Linked DNA regions of Sus scrofa: all the other regions are linked to region 3. The links are chromatin contacts, called in public Hi-C maps. All regions are on one chromosome and are shown on one strand. The core of a region is the stretch at or near the end of the contact, and the rest is flanking DNA. Distances in the headings are between cores, read along the strand shown.

Region 1 (4,342 bases), core at 956-3,455, 88 kb after region 3:
CACCTTCACTCAGAAACATGGTTCTTGACACAGTTTTAGACACATGAGTCAGCAGGGCTCCTCCAGTGCTTCCGCGCCCATAGCTGGAGGGAAGGGACGGATTAGGGAATTCATTTTAGCAGCTCACTCTTTCTTCAACCTCATCTGTAGAAATCCAGTAAGTGTCACTGGGCCAGGCTCTGCCCCTACGTGAGGGTGATGGCGCAGGAGTTATTTTTCTTGTTGCTCACTGGGCAACTTAGAATGAGCAAAATGGACAGATGGACAGATGGAGCCAGAGCCAACAGCCTTTTCAAACTTTGAGCCTAGCAAGTGTTGGGCGATTTTTCTTTTCTTTCTTTTTTTTTTAATTTAATAAAACCACTTCCAAAATATTAATTCAGAGTGCTTTTTTCAAATGTTAATCTCTTTAACCCTAGTTGCTTCTTCATTGCTGTTATCCTGATTTTATCATGGAGGAGCTGTGATAGGGCCCAGGCACCCATCTCCATTGGGTGTGCTCTGAACTTCTCTCTTTGCTGACCGCCAGGGTCTCAATACCTGATGGCTATGACAGAGTCCTGCTTCACAAATCTCAGTTTGGACTAGCCACACGTGGCTAGTGGCTACTTTGTGTGACATGACAGGGCAATGCAGAGTCTACTGTTTTTTTTTTTTTTTTTTTTTTTTTTGTCTTTTTAGGACCACACCCACAGCATATGGAAGTTCCCAGGTTAGTGGTCGAATCAGAGCTGTAGCTGCCGGCCTGCACCACAGCCACAGCAATGCCAGATCTGATCTGCATCTTCGACCTACACCACAGCTCGAGGCAACACCAGATCCTTAACCCACTGAGCAAGGCCAGGGATGGAACCCACACCCTCCCAGATACCACTTGAGTTTGTTACTGCTGAGCTACGACAAGAACTCCCTTAATATCTTGCATCTGCTGTGACCCAGAGGAGCCTGAGGACAGCACCGAGATAGGTGGATACAGGGATGGAGAAATACCCACCGGGTGCTTAAGTCAGCAGAGAAAAATTTCTATATTCAAGGAATCAAAGTATTTCCTGAGTTCCAGAGGTAAAAGGAATTCGGAAGATGAAATGAAGAGGGAGGTCCCTGGGTTTCAAACGCTATTTGAAGGCAGAAAAGCAGCAGTTTGGAAACGGGTGGGGGGAGTGTGCGGCTACTCCAGGCCTGGGGGACCAGAGGGGAAGCCTCAGAAGGAGAGTTGGGTGCATGGAGGAGAGGACCAGGTGGAAGTTCTGAATGGTTTTCAGAGGTGACTTTTTTTTTTTTTTTTTTTGCTTTTTTTAGGGCCACACTCCCAGCATATGGAGGTTCCCAGGCTAGGGGTCAAATTGGAGCTGTAGCCACTGGCCTACACCACAACCACAGCAACACCAGATCTGAGCTGTGTCTGTGACCTATACCACAGCTCACGGAAACCCTGGATCCTTAACCCACTGAGTGAGGCCAGGGATTGAACCTGGGTCCTCAAGGATCCTAGTCAGATTCATTTCCACTATACCACTATGGGAGCTCCAGAGGGGCTGTTTTTGATGTGGCAGTTCACATCTTATCTCTGAATTCAGGGCACTGGGGTTGCTCTTGTCTTACCCTCCATGCCCTTTAAATTTTGGACTCAGCTTTCAAGATTGCCGCTCTGTGAGAAGGTAACAGGAAGGGGAGGCACTGGAAACTTTTCTCTGGGTGTTGAGGTTCCCACGAAGTACTCCTGGATGCTGCCTGCTTTGCCGTCCTCTTCAGGCCTCCGAACACCTCTCTCTGGTTCCCGGCTCTCCCCTGCCAGCTCCCTCTTGGCATGGACCAGACCAGACTCATGACCCCCAACCTTCTGGCCCTGTGGTGGCTTACCTCCCCCTGCCCCCAGCAAGCCCCACCTGGGACCTGGCAGAGCACCTGCGCCCGGCAGATCCTGGTTGGTCGCTTGTTCTGGGTGGTGGTTTTTGACCAAAGCACAAGGATCCTCTTTAAGAGAACAACAGCCTTGTGCTCAGCTTCGAGGCCACGCTGTGCCAGAGGCCGGTCCCAGCAATCAGCTCCGTCTCTGCTCTGCGCCTCTGAGTCAGGAGGCCGGCATGCCCCTTTGTCTCTGCGAGTCCACATTTCCTAATGCGGGTCTCTTTCTAGTAGAGAAAGCGAGGTTGAGTAAATACATGAGCTCATGCTTTGTTGGCAGGAAGGGCATCGCTGTGTTATTCACTCATGGAGACAGGAGTGCTTCTGGGCCCTGAGCTGGTAATGTGGTGATTCAGGCCCACGCGGTTAAAGGCCAAGCCTGCCTCTTTCTGGGAGGAATACACTTGGGATTCTGTGTGTTTGCCTTTTTCCCTCCCCCCGTCTTTTCACACTTAAACACTTTTCCAGACCTGGGAGGAATTTTTCGTTCCAGACGAATTTGTAAGAATAGCTCTAGGAGCGTATTTAACTTCTCCTGTGTGGTGACCTAAAACGGCATTCAGTTTCTTCAGCACTTGGATCCTGAAAAAAGAAGAAAATCTGCAGGTGCTGTTTCCTCTCCTCCTCAGGGGAAGGTTGGTCTGATCTTGCACATCAGCAGACACTGAGGAGATGACACATGCTCGGCAGGTCCAAAACCAACAACACAACAGTGTTTACCCTGAGCCCTGGCAGGAAATCGTTATTCAATCTGGTTTGTTTTATCAGGCAATTCCAGGGCCACACGGACGGGGCCAGCTGTATTGACATTTCTAACGATGGCACCAAGCTCTGGACGGGCGGCTTGGACAACACAGTCCGGTCCTGGGACCTGCGTGAAGGGCGGCAGCTGCAGCAGCACGACTTCACCTCCCAGGTGTGGGCTTGTTCTTCCCTGTGCAGCCACCTCCCCCCTCCCATCCCCAGCACAGTAGTAGCCAGACAAACAGTCTGGGCTCTAATTTGAGATACATACACACAGACCCCAGAAATCACCCCCAAATGCTTACAGTGTTTTAAAATTGCTGTGGTTTAAACAACCTGTGGGTTGTTTTAGTGGTATATGAGTTTGCTTCAGGAATCTGCGCCTGGAAGAACATACAGGGTCTGATCTGCTGTCCATCTTCTCACCATCTAACATGGGGTTGAGAGATGAGATGATGATTTGGTCCACATCGAAATGGACCTTGAAAAATATGCAGTGATAATCATGATAGCTCTGAGAGTTAATTTATTTCACATACATCAGGCATCTCAGTGGATGCCCGTCTTATTACTCATCCCTTAAAAACTGGGCTCATGCCTGCCCAGATTTATGGAGTTTTGAAATGGCATAAAAATGGTAACTTTGATTGTGGATTGTGGAGATGATTTACATGTTGAATGTCTGACTCTAGGCCTGTTTGGGGAAAGACAGGGCATGCCATTTTAAGTGCTTTCTGATGGTGGAATTGTTCTTTTTATCATCGCTTATTTCCTTACTTTTTTGGGGGTAATAAAAGTAATTCCACTCAGAAAAATAGGACAGAAATGGAAAGCAACTATACATGCAACTAAATTTCATGGCCCTGTCAAAATTTTGTTGAGTCTCTCGTGTTCCAGCCCTGTTCCTGTTATGGGTAAGATCCTATTTTTGGTCTGCCCTTTTTTTTTTTTTAACTTCTCGTGGAGAATTTCAAATATATATGAGAGCAGAAAATGTTTAAGCATATGTAAAAGTCCAAACCACAAATCCCATATGCCCATCACCCAGCTTCAACAGTTACTAGCACATGACCAGTCCTGTCTCATTGGTTTTCCCTGCCCCCAAACAGTGGATTATTTTAAAGTAAACCCCAGACATCATATTGTTTTGTCCCTACATAGTTCTGATAGTGTCAGTAAAAGACAAGGAGTCTTTTCAAACAAAATACATGAGTAGTGTTACGAAGAATAATTTCTTAATTATTTTTTATTTATTCATTTTGTCTTGTAGTTTTAAAAGCAAAGTATAGTTGATTTACAAGGCTGTGCCAATTTCTTCTGTACAGCAAAGTGACCCAGTCATACATATATGTTTTCTTTATTCCTTCTAATTATTTCATAAAGGTGATCAGCACTTGCCTTATCTAGATTGGGTTGCTTATCCCATAGACTTTACCACACAGTTTGAAGTTTGCTTGTTCCATCCTCCTGTTTTTTGTGGGGTGTTTTTTTTTGTTTGTTTTTGTTTTTTTGGCTTTTTGTTTTGTTTTTTGCTTTTTAGTGCTGTATCTTGCAGCATATGGAAGTTCCCAGGTTAGGGGTCGAATTGGAGCTGCAGCTGCCAGCCTATGCCACCGCTACAGCAACCGTGGATCCAAGCAAGCTGTGTCTGTGACCTAAACCACAGGTCACGGCAGTGCCGGATCTTTAACCC
Region 2 (4,752 bases), core at 1,319-3,818, 110 kb before region 3:
CTTTGTTCTGTTGTCTGAGCTTTTGTCACCTTTTATTTGACTGTACTTAGAGAAACAGTATGAAGACATTTAAAAGAAGCCCAAGGGGATCTTATTTGCACATTCAAACACCATTGTTTTTTATCATTATTCAGCTACCCCTGACTTCCTTTACTCTCACTCTTCCCCAGTTTACAGCCCTCCACTCCACTCTGACATGCATTCTTGCTCCCCAAGCAGAAACAAAGATTGTCAAGGTAACTGAACTGTAACCCTCTTTTGCACTTGTGGTTTTTGCACTTGCTTCAGCACAGGTGTCTATTGAATTGTGACATTCTGAGAAGTCCTAGAGCTCAGCAACCACACTTCCTCGCGAGGGTAGGACCTGTCCTGTGCTGTGACCTGGAATGAGAAGGTAAGCCACAGACAGGTGGAGGTTAGCCAAAACCTCACTGCAGCTTCACTCACACTCAAACCCAGTTTCTGAGCAAACGCTGGTTAAACTGGTATCAGAGGATGTCATGTAGCGAATGTCCTCTTGAAAAGCTGAGAGGTAAATCCCTTTTATTCATTGCCTTTACAAATTCAACCACAAATTGCTTCCTCTTCTCCCACGGAGCGCTGTTTAATGAGCTCTATCAGAAGCAGTCAACCAGAGAGGCAGACGGAACACATCTTGTGACCAAGTACACAGGTCCTATCCTGCCTTCCCCACTTTTCCGGGCTTGGCAAAGTTATTCACCATCTCCAAGCCTCAGGTTCCTCATCTGGACCTTAGTATCCTCATCTAAAACGGTGGTAGTAAACAGAGTGGTGAAGATCACAGACTCCATGTGAACATTCTCACTCTCTGTGAATACTTTATTTATTTATTTATGTTTTGCCTTTTCACCTTTTCTAGGGCTGCTCCCGCGGCACACGGAGGTTCCCAGGCTAGCGGTCTAATCAGAACCGTAGCCACCAGCCTACGCCACAGCCACAGCAATGCAGGAGCGGGATCCGAGCCACATCTGCGACCTACACCACAGCTCACGGCAACACCAGATCCTTAACCCACTGAGCAAGGCCAGGGACCGAACCCGAAACCTCATGGTTCCTAGTCGGATTCGTTAACCACTGAGCCACGACGGGAACTCCTCTGTGAATGCTTTAATCACCTGATACACAATCCCTGGGTGATGGCAAGTATTCTATAAATGACAGTCATGATGGTCTGGGAGGTAAATTAAACAATATGATTTTTCTCCCAAAGAAGGTCACAGTCTTTGTATATGTTGTTACTGGTGTTAAAAACAGACAACAGGCTCAGAATGAAGTGGTTTGTGCTAAGCCCCACATCACCAAACGAATACTTATTACAGTTTGAGCCTCTCCCAGAGATGGAATCTTAAACGAGTCAATCAGGAATTGCCTAATTGGCACTGGTGAGGTCATCTGCCTGACAGACTGCTGCCACCCTCTAAAGGAAAGTGGCCTGGTCACAACCAGTTCACTCTCTGCTCCCGTAACTTCCTTGTTCCTGCTCCTGTCTGCATACAGAAGTCCTTCACTGAGTACAGCTCCTTTGAGCTCCTTCCTGTCTGCTAGACGAGATGCTGCTGGATTCATGGATTGTTGAATAAAGTCAGTAAGATTTTAAAAATTTGCTTGGTTGAATTTTGGTTTTTAACACCAGCTTGATTTGGGCTTTCACTGGCTCAGAACCACTTCTGTGTATCAGACTCTCAATTCCAGCTAAACAAGAGAAATTCAGATGTACCTGAACATGACACCAGGGTCAGCCTCTGACCGAAAACCTCTGTGCTGCCCTGAAATGTCCAGTGTGCCCAACGCCAAGTTATTAACAACAATGTTATTTTCGAAGTCGTTAGTGAGGAACTGTCAGAAAGGAATCACTCGTTGTATCTTCTGGGGGTTGATTGAAAAAAAAAGAATTTAAGAAGGTTGGAGGCTGAAGCATCCGCCACTGACGTAAAGTCATCTGAAACAAAGATGACTTTTAAAATAAAGGAATCTGTGCTGTACATAGACACGGAAAGAAAGACACTTTGGCTGCAAAATCTGTCTCCCCCCCCCCATCTTCTCTGGGGAGGCTCATGCCTCCGCCTGCTGTTCATCAATCAGCCTTGATTTTGATGGGGCGATTTTTAGTCAGCTGCCTCGATCATTTTGGCACAGACAAAAATCCTTTAAAAAATGTTACACTTCATCAAAGTGTATCATGAGACTTCACGGTCATTATCTCAATGGCCGCTCTGATGTGCTACAATTGGCAGAGACACAAACGGTAGGGGGTGTGTGAGAAGAAAGCCAGCATTTCGTGTGGAAAGCTGGCAAGCCTCGCCAAGCTTCTGTCAACAACTCCGCGGTCTGATCCGATGCACTGAGCGTGCTGATGATGCTCTTGTTTCTGGAGGAAGTAAACAAGAAAATGAATTCCACCGAGCAACACAGCCTCTTTGTATCTTCAAAATGGTGTGACTGGACCGGGGCCAGCCGCGTTGAAAGTTTGGCCATTTATGTCATCAGGGCCCTGGTACTGATGGAGGCTTTGATTACGAGTTGGACCAGCTCTAAGACCCTTCAGGGGCAGCCACGCAGCAAATAAAGGCATTGATTGGTTGTTGGGTCAATTTAGCCATGAGGGTACAGAGCATGGCTCTTTTGAAAAGCCTAATGGATTAGCTACACAACCAGTCCCACTGTAGGCCTTATTTTTCAAGTAACTTCAGGACGGTTTTCCAGCTTGGCAGGGAACAAACTCTTCCTTTAGAGCAAGCTTCAGAGCTGTTCTTGTTATCAATAGTGGGCTCAAAGGATTAGACACAGCGGGCTTTACAATTTAATGAAAACAGCTGTTGGAACAACAATTAAGGCAAACAATAGTTTGCATGGAAAACTATTAATTATGTAAAGTTATGCAGAAAGTGGAATACGCTTTTATTCGGGGCCTTCTACAGCCACCAAGCTGCCTTCCATTGCATGGCTCTCAAGTGTCAGGAAGTGGGGGTGCTTGTAGGAAACAGCTCCACTGCATGTGGGTTGAATGTAAGCAGAGCTCCAGGCTGCCAGTGTGCTGCAGAGCAAGTCATGGGTAAAATATTCAGGAAAAGAGTATCAGTTAAACTTACATTACCTTGAGTACCACCAGTCTTTTTCACACAAACTCAGAGCAGCTGTTTTCACAGGTATCTGAAATTCAATTTGAGCCTTGTGGTTGGGAATCTCTACTTCTGCTTTTAAAAAAGCAAAACAAAAAACATTTCTATAATATGTCCCCTCTGGGGCCTCCCTCACCCTGAGACGTTATGAACAGTAACATTATTTTCTAAGTAACAGTATGAACAGTAACATTATTTTCTGAGTAAGGAACTGTCAGAAAGGAATCACTCTTGGGGAACTGGTGGAGTTCCTTGTCCTGAGGACTAAGTGGGTTTTTCCTTCCATTAGGATGGTCCAACCTGGATTCTCAATCACTCCCATCCACCTCCTGCCCTAGAACAGCACATCTCTCCTTCCATTCTCTCCGCTTGCTGGGGCTTTTAAATTCATTGCTTTTCTCTTTGCAATTTCCATCCTTGACTAACAGTGCTGGGAATTGACTTATGGCCCTACGCCTGCCCTGTGTTCCACACCTCACTTTCCTCCCCAGACGAGAATCACCAAGCCAAGAAGTCCTATTAAGAAAGTTATTAACTGTACACATAAACATTGCCTCCTGCCTACAGTTAGATTTATTTCTCATCACTTCCAAGTAACTGGTTTTAACACTTTTTTCCAGCACGCCCAACACCTTTTATTTGACTATATTGTTTTAGAAAGGCCTTTGGGGAATTTGGCTAATTTCATGCTGGAACTTAGTAAGTGGGATTTGACACTCTTTGATAATTCCAATAAACCATTAGTCAAGACTCACTCCCTTCAGGGAAGGAATAAAAGGTTTATTAGTCTGAGGGTCTCTATTCTAAACATGTCACCTGAATTTAGTAGTGCATCTGTGCTGAAATACTATTGACTTTGTGATGGAATAGAACTTTCTCTGCAACTATAAGAAAGCTGTCATTGGCTTTCAGCAATAGGAGAGCATCTTCCTTTTCTGAAATTCTCATTCGGTTCACCTGTGTGTTTTGACAGACTTCAGTGAATTTAATTTACTGACCTGTGAATGTTAATATAAGAAACAGCAGACACATAAATACACATAAATTCTCTCTAAAGTACTTGGTTTCGTCCTTTCTTTCACAGGATGTGAGACTACAGAATAATCTCCTTCCCTTCTACAGATAGTGTAAAAATCTTGAGAGATCCTATCTTTAGAAGGCCTCAGAACATAATTGAGTGTGCAAATAAAATTCCATATTAGGGTGACAAACAATAATACAATTAAAATGTATTTGGGTAATGCCTTTAAAATCATGCTAAGCCCCAAACCACATCTATCTTTGAAGTACAACGTAAAACAAGTACCATATCCCAGCATACTCCAGTTCACACTTTGCACTGGAGAGTACAAAACAGCATCAAGATTGCAAAAGCAATTATTCCCGTTATCCAGATGTGATTTTTCAATCATTTTACGAAAAATTTTTTTTTAGCAGTTCTTATTCCATGGCACCGCTCACAGCTCTCATGCTGGCACAGTGCTTACATCTCTTCATTATTAATTCAGCTCATGGAGCTTAATTGGACAAGGCTAGAGCGAATTTGACAAACATCACAGCAGCAGAAAAAGCAATCACTCTTTCAAGATGAAAATTTGTTTGATGTCTTACT
Region 3 (4,727 bases), core at 982-3,481:
TCAAAGTAAAGTGTGGATAAGCCAGGGAGAAGTCTTAGTTGCCCTAGCTGTCCCAGCATGCACAGGTCTATGTGTGGCACTTGCTATACAATCCTGGAGCTGATTATGGGATGAACCAACAATAGACTGGTAGAAGCCAGCCAATAACTAGATGATTTCAAGAGGCGCAGGCAGCCAAAGGACAAAGCTTAATTGCCGATAGCCATATAATTCAAAAATTCTTGTATATGGAGAAAACCTGTCTTGTCATCACCAAATTTAACCAAAAAAGGGGCAGCGCTTCCTTCCTATTGATTTTCCAAGTTAGAAAAATGAATAATAGGAACCACTCTCCAACCTCACTTAATGAGAACATGGCAAAGCCACAATGCTGAACTTGTTGGAGAATTACTATGACCTTATACAGACTGCCTAAAATCGCTCCTTTAATTTTTCATTTATAATTGATATTTGAGATTGATCCAATTATAGACAAATCAATATTAAACATTTTTAAGAACTCCACCATTGAAATGTATTGTCTAAAATGATTCTTTTAATATTTCCAGAAAAAGTTCTCCGTAAAAGCAAATCTCAAAATAGAACGTTATTTCTGATTAATAAATGCCTTTCCATAACTCTCTTGAAGGTAAAATAATGGGAACATTGGGGCAATTAACACCAAAAAATTCAGTACGTTCCAACCTAAGATAAATGCTTGTCAAAGATGTGTCTTTCTTATGGAAGAATTCACCACCATTTGGCTAAAACGGCATTATTCACTTACCAATCACGTGGAAATAACTCAAATAAATGCAGCAATATATAAGATTTTCTGCTATGTGGTGTATTTGCTATGTGGTGTATTTAGAAAAACAGATCCAAACTGGAGATTTATACATTTTGCCTTGTCTATTTAAATTTTTGGAATCCCTTTTAAGTCAAGTTCCACCTCATAAGAATTTTAGCCAGGTCATTTATCCAAAGCTTCCCAATCAATGCCTTACACAGCTCAGCCGGCCAGAGGGGCGGGGGTGGGGGTACCATCCGAACTATGGAGGTGGGGTGGGCAGGACAGGTTTTTCAGGTCTAGATGCTGTTTATCCCACACACTCTCTCTCTTTGTTTCTACTAATTGGAAACAGACTCGTGGTCATGTTGCTGAGAAGCCCCTAGAAGTCTGAGCAGCTCTCTATCTCCCAACACAGCGAAATCTGGACTTTTAACAGAAGAACCGAAATTTCGCGCCGCGGGCAAAATATCGCATCTGAGACTACGACGCGCGTGCCTTACCCTGGGTTCCTTCCCGCCAAATCAAGGCAGCCCGATCTTTTTGCAAGGTGGTTTGAAATTTTCTAATAAAAACCAACTCCTACCACCTTGGGTGCAAAGGGGGCGTGGGCATTAAAAGCCTAGTCTTAGGCGGCTGCTGTATGTACGCCAGCCAATGAGTTGCTCATGTACGCATTTTCCACCAAGTGCACAGTCCACTTCTCCTGCATCCGCCAAAAGGCAGCTCGAGGAAAAACAATCCTCAGAGAAATTTTTGAATGTGACCTCACTTTCAATAGTAGCATCAAACAGGGGACAAGCACCGAAAGATTCCTTTGGCTCGAACTACCAAAAAGCACCCCTTCTCCCTCATAAGAACCTACGGGGTTAGTCTCTGAGTTTCACTGAGATCTAAAGATTTTCATTAAAGGGAAAAGTGACAAGTGGGCAGCATTTTTGCAAATTCGAGCCCCCAGCTTCGACCGCTGCACGTTGGCCTGTCCCTCCCGCTTGCGCGCTCCCGCGCGTTCCCTTGCTTGCCCCACGTTACTTTGACTGACAGCCCGGCCCCGCCGCTCTCCTTCTCTCCGACCTTCCCATCCCCGGTGCCAATCTTCGCGTCTCGCCGCTTTCCATTGGCTGGTTTCGGCGTCCCGCGGCTCCTTCAGGAACAGTTCCTCGCCGAGCCCGGGAGGACGCGGCTGGCGGAGGGGAGGTGGGGGTGGATGGGAGGAGAGACGGGGGAGACGGCGGAGAGGGAAGCAAGCGGGGCGGGAGAGAAAGGAGGGAGAAGGGGAGACAGCCCGTCCGGTGCCGCGCTGCCATAGGCTCTGGGGAGGTGTCGCGTCACCACCCCACGTTGGGTCTGGCGCATGCGATTGGCTGACACGGGCCTTCCCGCTCCCCCCTCTCCACTCGCCGGGCCCACGTACCCCGCCAGCTCCTCGCTCTCGCCCCCGCCCGCGCAGGGCTGGGCGGGGCCGGCGCTGGTTAGCTCCGGAGTGTGAAACCGCGTGTTAATGTAACCGGCGCGAGAGGCGCGGGCGGCGGCGGCGGCGGCGGCGGTGGCGGCGGCGGCTGCAGGAGCAGCAGCAGCGGCGGCGGGCACCCTCTGCCCCGCGTCCCTGAGGCAGCCGACTGCGCTACCCCCACCCTCGCACGGCCGGGCGGCTCCCTCGCCACCAGCCCGGACCTTCGCTGGCCCTTGGCGATTACTCCGGACTCGCCCACGGAGTTTGCCTGCTGGGGAAGGAGGCCAAGCGTCGGAGCGCACTCTTGCGCTTTTCCCTACCATCGAGTGGATGTCGTTCCCCGGGTCGTGAGAGAACTTTGGAGCGGGCTGGAGCGCCCTTTGCGGAGAGGTAGACGAAGAGAAGGAAAGAAAGAGGGCTGACGGAGAGGATCGGAAGAAGGGGTCCGGAGTGGCCGGGCGGGCCGTGTGCGGCGAGTGTGCACGGGCCGTGTTGCTCGGATGCGCCCAGGGGTCGAGGAGCAGCGGAAGGCTGCGGGACTACTCTCCGCCGAGTAGTCCCGTCGGGCCAAGAGGGTTTGTACAACCGCGGAAAACAGCAAGAGCGGCCCGCACGGGGCGTGCCGAGACGCCTCCCGGCGCGCCCTCCACACTTTGCCCACCTCGTCGTCATCCCGCGCTCCTCCGCTCGGGTTAAGCCTGCGGAGCGCCGGACACGGAGCCTCCCCCGGGGCCCGGACCTCGCCCCTCGCCGCCTCCAGGGACCCTGCGAGCGCCCGGTCTTGGGCGCCTCCCGGACCTGCAGGGGTCGGCTGTGAACGTCGTCACATTTGTTTTGTGGGGTTAGCGGGGGCGCTTGCCACCTGCACCTCCCCGGCTGCTGGCGCCGCGGGGAAAACCCGGCTAGGAGGCGGACCGGGAGAAGAACGGTGGAGAGCAACCCGCCTGGATTTGTTTGCCCGGGACGGGTGCGGCACACGCGGATCGCTGAGGGGAGCGCAGCGAGTCACCGCGCCCCCACCTCCTCGTCCCGGCGGCCCAGGCTCGCGATTTGGAGTGCGGCCCCGGGCGCCGGCGGCGCCCCGCAGGTTCTAGGTGCAGCGGGGCCCGGGGTGCCCTGTGATGTGGCCCTGAAGGTGGGAGCCCGCACCGGCGGGAACAGGAGCTGCTGGGCGCCGAGTGGCCTCTGCGCCCAGCGGAGCGCGCCTGCGTGCGTGGCCAGCGCGCCCCCCGCACTTCCCGCTACTGCCCGGCTTCTCAGCTTAATTTTCCTCGGCGGGATTAAAGTTGGAAATTGAGCGGAGAATTGAGTTGCCCGGGAACGGAGCCGCGGCCGCCGCCAGAGCGATGTTCCCACAGAGCCGGCACCCGGTGAGGCGCGGCTGGCTGGCTGAGTGGGGGACAGGGGGTGAGGGGTGGTAGGCGCTCTTGCTGTGTGGTAAGGAGATGGGTGGGTGCTGCATTCTGGCCGAACCCCTGGCTTGGGAGGTCGAGGGCCCTCCTCTCCTGGGTTGGGGAGTGGGCTGAAACTCTAAATTTCCCCGTTTGCTCTGTGCCCCCTCCTACTTGAGGTCTAGACTGGGCGGGTGGGGGCGCCCGGAGAGACTGGGGTTTCTTTCCAGCAGACACATCCTCCCCCTTCCCAGAGGCGAGTAGGGCGCCCCCACCTTTGTTTCTCGTCTTGCCTATTTACATGTCAATGCGGCCCCCTTTCCAGCAATGCTGGAGGTGGCCCCGGCGGCTCTGGGAACGGGAAGAGTTGTTTCTCTTCTCTGGTCCCTGGGGTCATTATCGCCCCCGTGAAGGAGGGGCCGGCGGCGACAGCGACAGTCTGGCCCAGTTCTCGGCCGCCCGCCAGGGAGCCCCTATCCCTTCAACCAGGTGACCCTTTCGCACTTAACGCGATTCGTCCTGGAGGCTAGAAGAGGCTCCAAGCCATTTTAGAAGCATCGGATCTGGGGAGGTCCACCTTCCCCCTGCCCATAGTGAAGGGCAAACTCGAGTCCGTAGCTCCGGTTTCTTCCACTTCTAACTTCATTTTTTGTTTATGTCCCACCCACTCTTTCGTCCTCTGACTTACTTCTTTATCCCTCCGCCCGCATCCCCGGTCCCTCGGTCCCCCTGGTCGTCTCTAGACGCCGCACCAGGCTGCAGGCCAGCCCTTCAAGTTCACTATCCCGGAGTCCCTGGACCGGATTAAAGAGGAGTTTCAGTTCCTGCAGGCTCAGTATCACAGGTGCGTGTCCGTCCGTGCCCGGTGAGTGGTCGCCCCGGCAGCGCCCTGCCCCTGGTCGCCCATCCCAGTGTCGGCGGTGGCTGTACTTAGTACTTGCGTCCAGGCGGTGGCGTGTGGAGTCGCAGTTAAGACCTGTCATTCACATTACCCACTTTCCTGGCTGTTCCTGGGCCGCCTCTTCTCTTGTCTCCTCCTCCTCCCATTGTTTCCCTTTTGCCCGTTTGCTGCTGTTCCAGGGAGCCTTTTTTCGTGTATTTAGGAGTTGCATGA

The links. Hi-C and Micro-C count contacts between places; a contact is called where the count stands out from the background.
Region 1: a contact with region 3 is called in a Hi-C map of skeletal muscle, with 3 times the contacts expected there. The contact joins the enhancer-like site here to the promoter of LOC100524475 in region 3. A contact is called at or near these places in 1 of 5 promoter capture datasets (liver), 6 of 47 Hi-C or Micro-C datasets (embryonic fibroblasts, liver, omental adipose tissue and 2 more) and 1 of 2 datasets of contacts at active chromatin or transcription factors (skeletal muscle).
Region 2: a Hi-C map of brain shows a contact between it and region 3, with 3 times the contacts expected there. The contact joins the enhancer-like site here to the promoter of LOC100524475 in region 3. A contact is called at or near these places in 1 of 5 promoter capture datasets (fetal skeletal muscle) and 7 of 47 Hi-C or Micro-C datasets (brain, embryonic fibroblasts, fetal heart ventricle and 4 more).

Annotation. Positions count from the first base shown.
Region 1 is chr1:234,280,199-234,284,540 of Sscrofa11.1, reverse strand. It overlaps LOC100524475 (transducin-like enhancer protein 1), which reads left to right. Exons shown (of 20, transcript XM_003480540.4): 17 at 2,674-2,821. Among named protein-coding and RNA genes, the nearest start is that of SPATA31D1, 89 kb to the left of the region's middle. Within about 2 kb of position 2,205, at least 29 of the 83 cell types and tissues checked have an H3K27ac peak or open chromatin away from gene starts, as enhancers often do. A contact at or near this core is called in embryonic fibroblasts, liver and skeletal muscle, where this site is marked.
Region 2 is chr1:234,477,792-234,482,543 of Sscrofa11.1, reverse strand. All of the region lies in intron 2 of SPATA31D1 (spermatogenesis-associated protein 31D1), which reads right to left. Among named protein-coding and RNA genes, the nearest start is that of SPATA31D1, 110 kb to the right of the region's middle. Within about 2 kb of position 2,568, at least 13 of the 83 cell types and tissues checked have an H3K27ac peak or open chromatin away from gene starts, as enhancers often do. A contact at or near this core is called in brain, where this site is marked.
Region 3 is chr1:234,368,159-234,372,885 of Sscrofa11.1, reverse strand. LOC100524475 (transducin-like enhancer protein 1) reads left to right here and starts at 2,231. Exons shown (of 20, transcript XM_003480540.4): 1 at 2,231-3,592; 2 at 4,357-4,457. The coding sequence starts at 3,569. It overlaps SPATA31D1 (spermatogenesis-associated protein 31D1), which reads right to left and starts at 1,920. Exons shown (of 7, transcript XM_005660180.3): 1 at 1,802-1,920.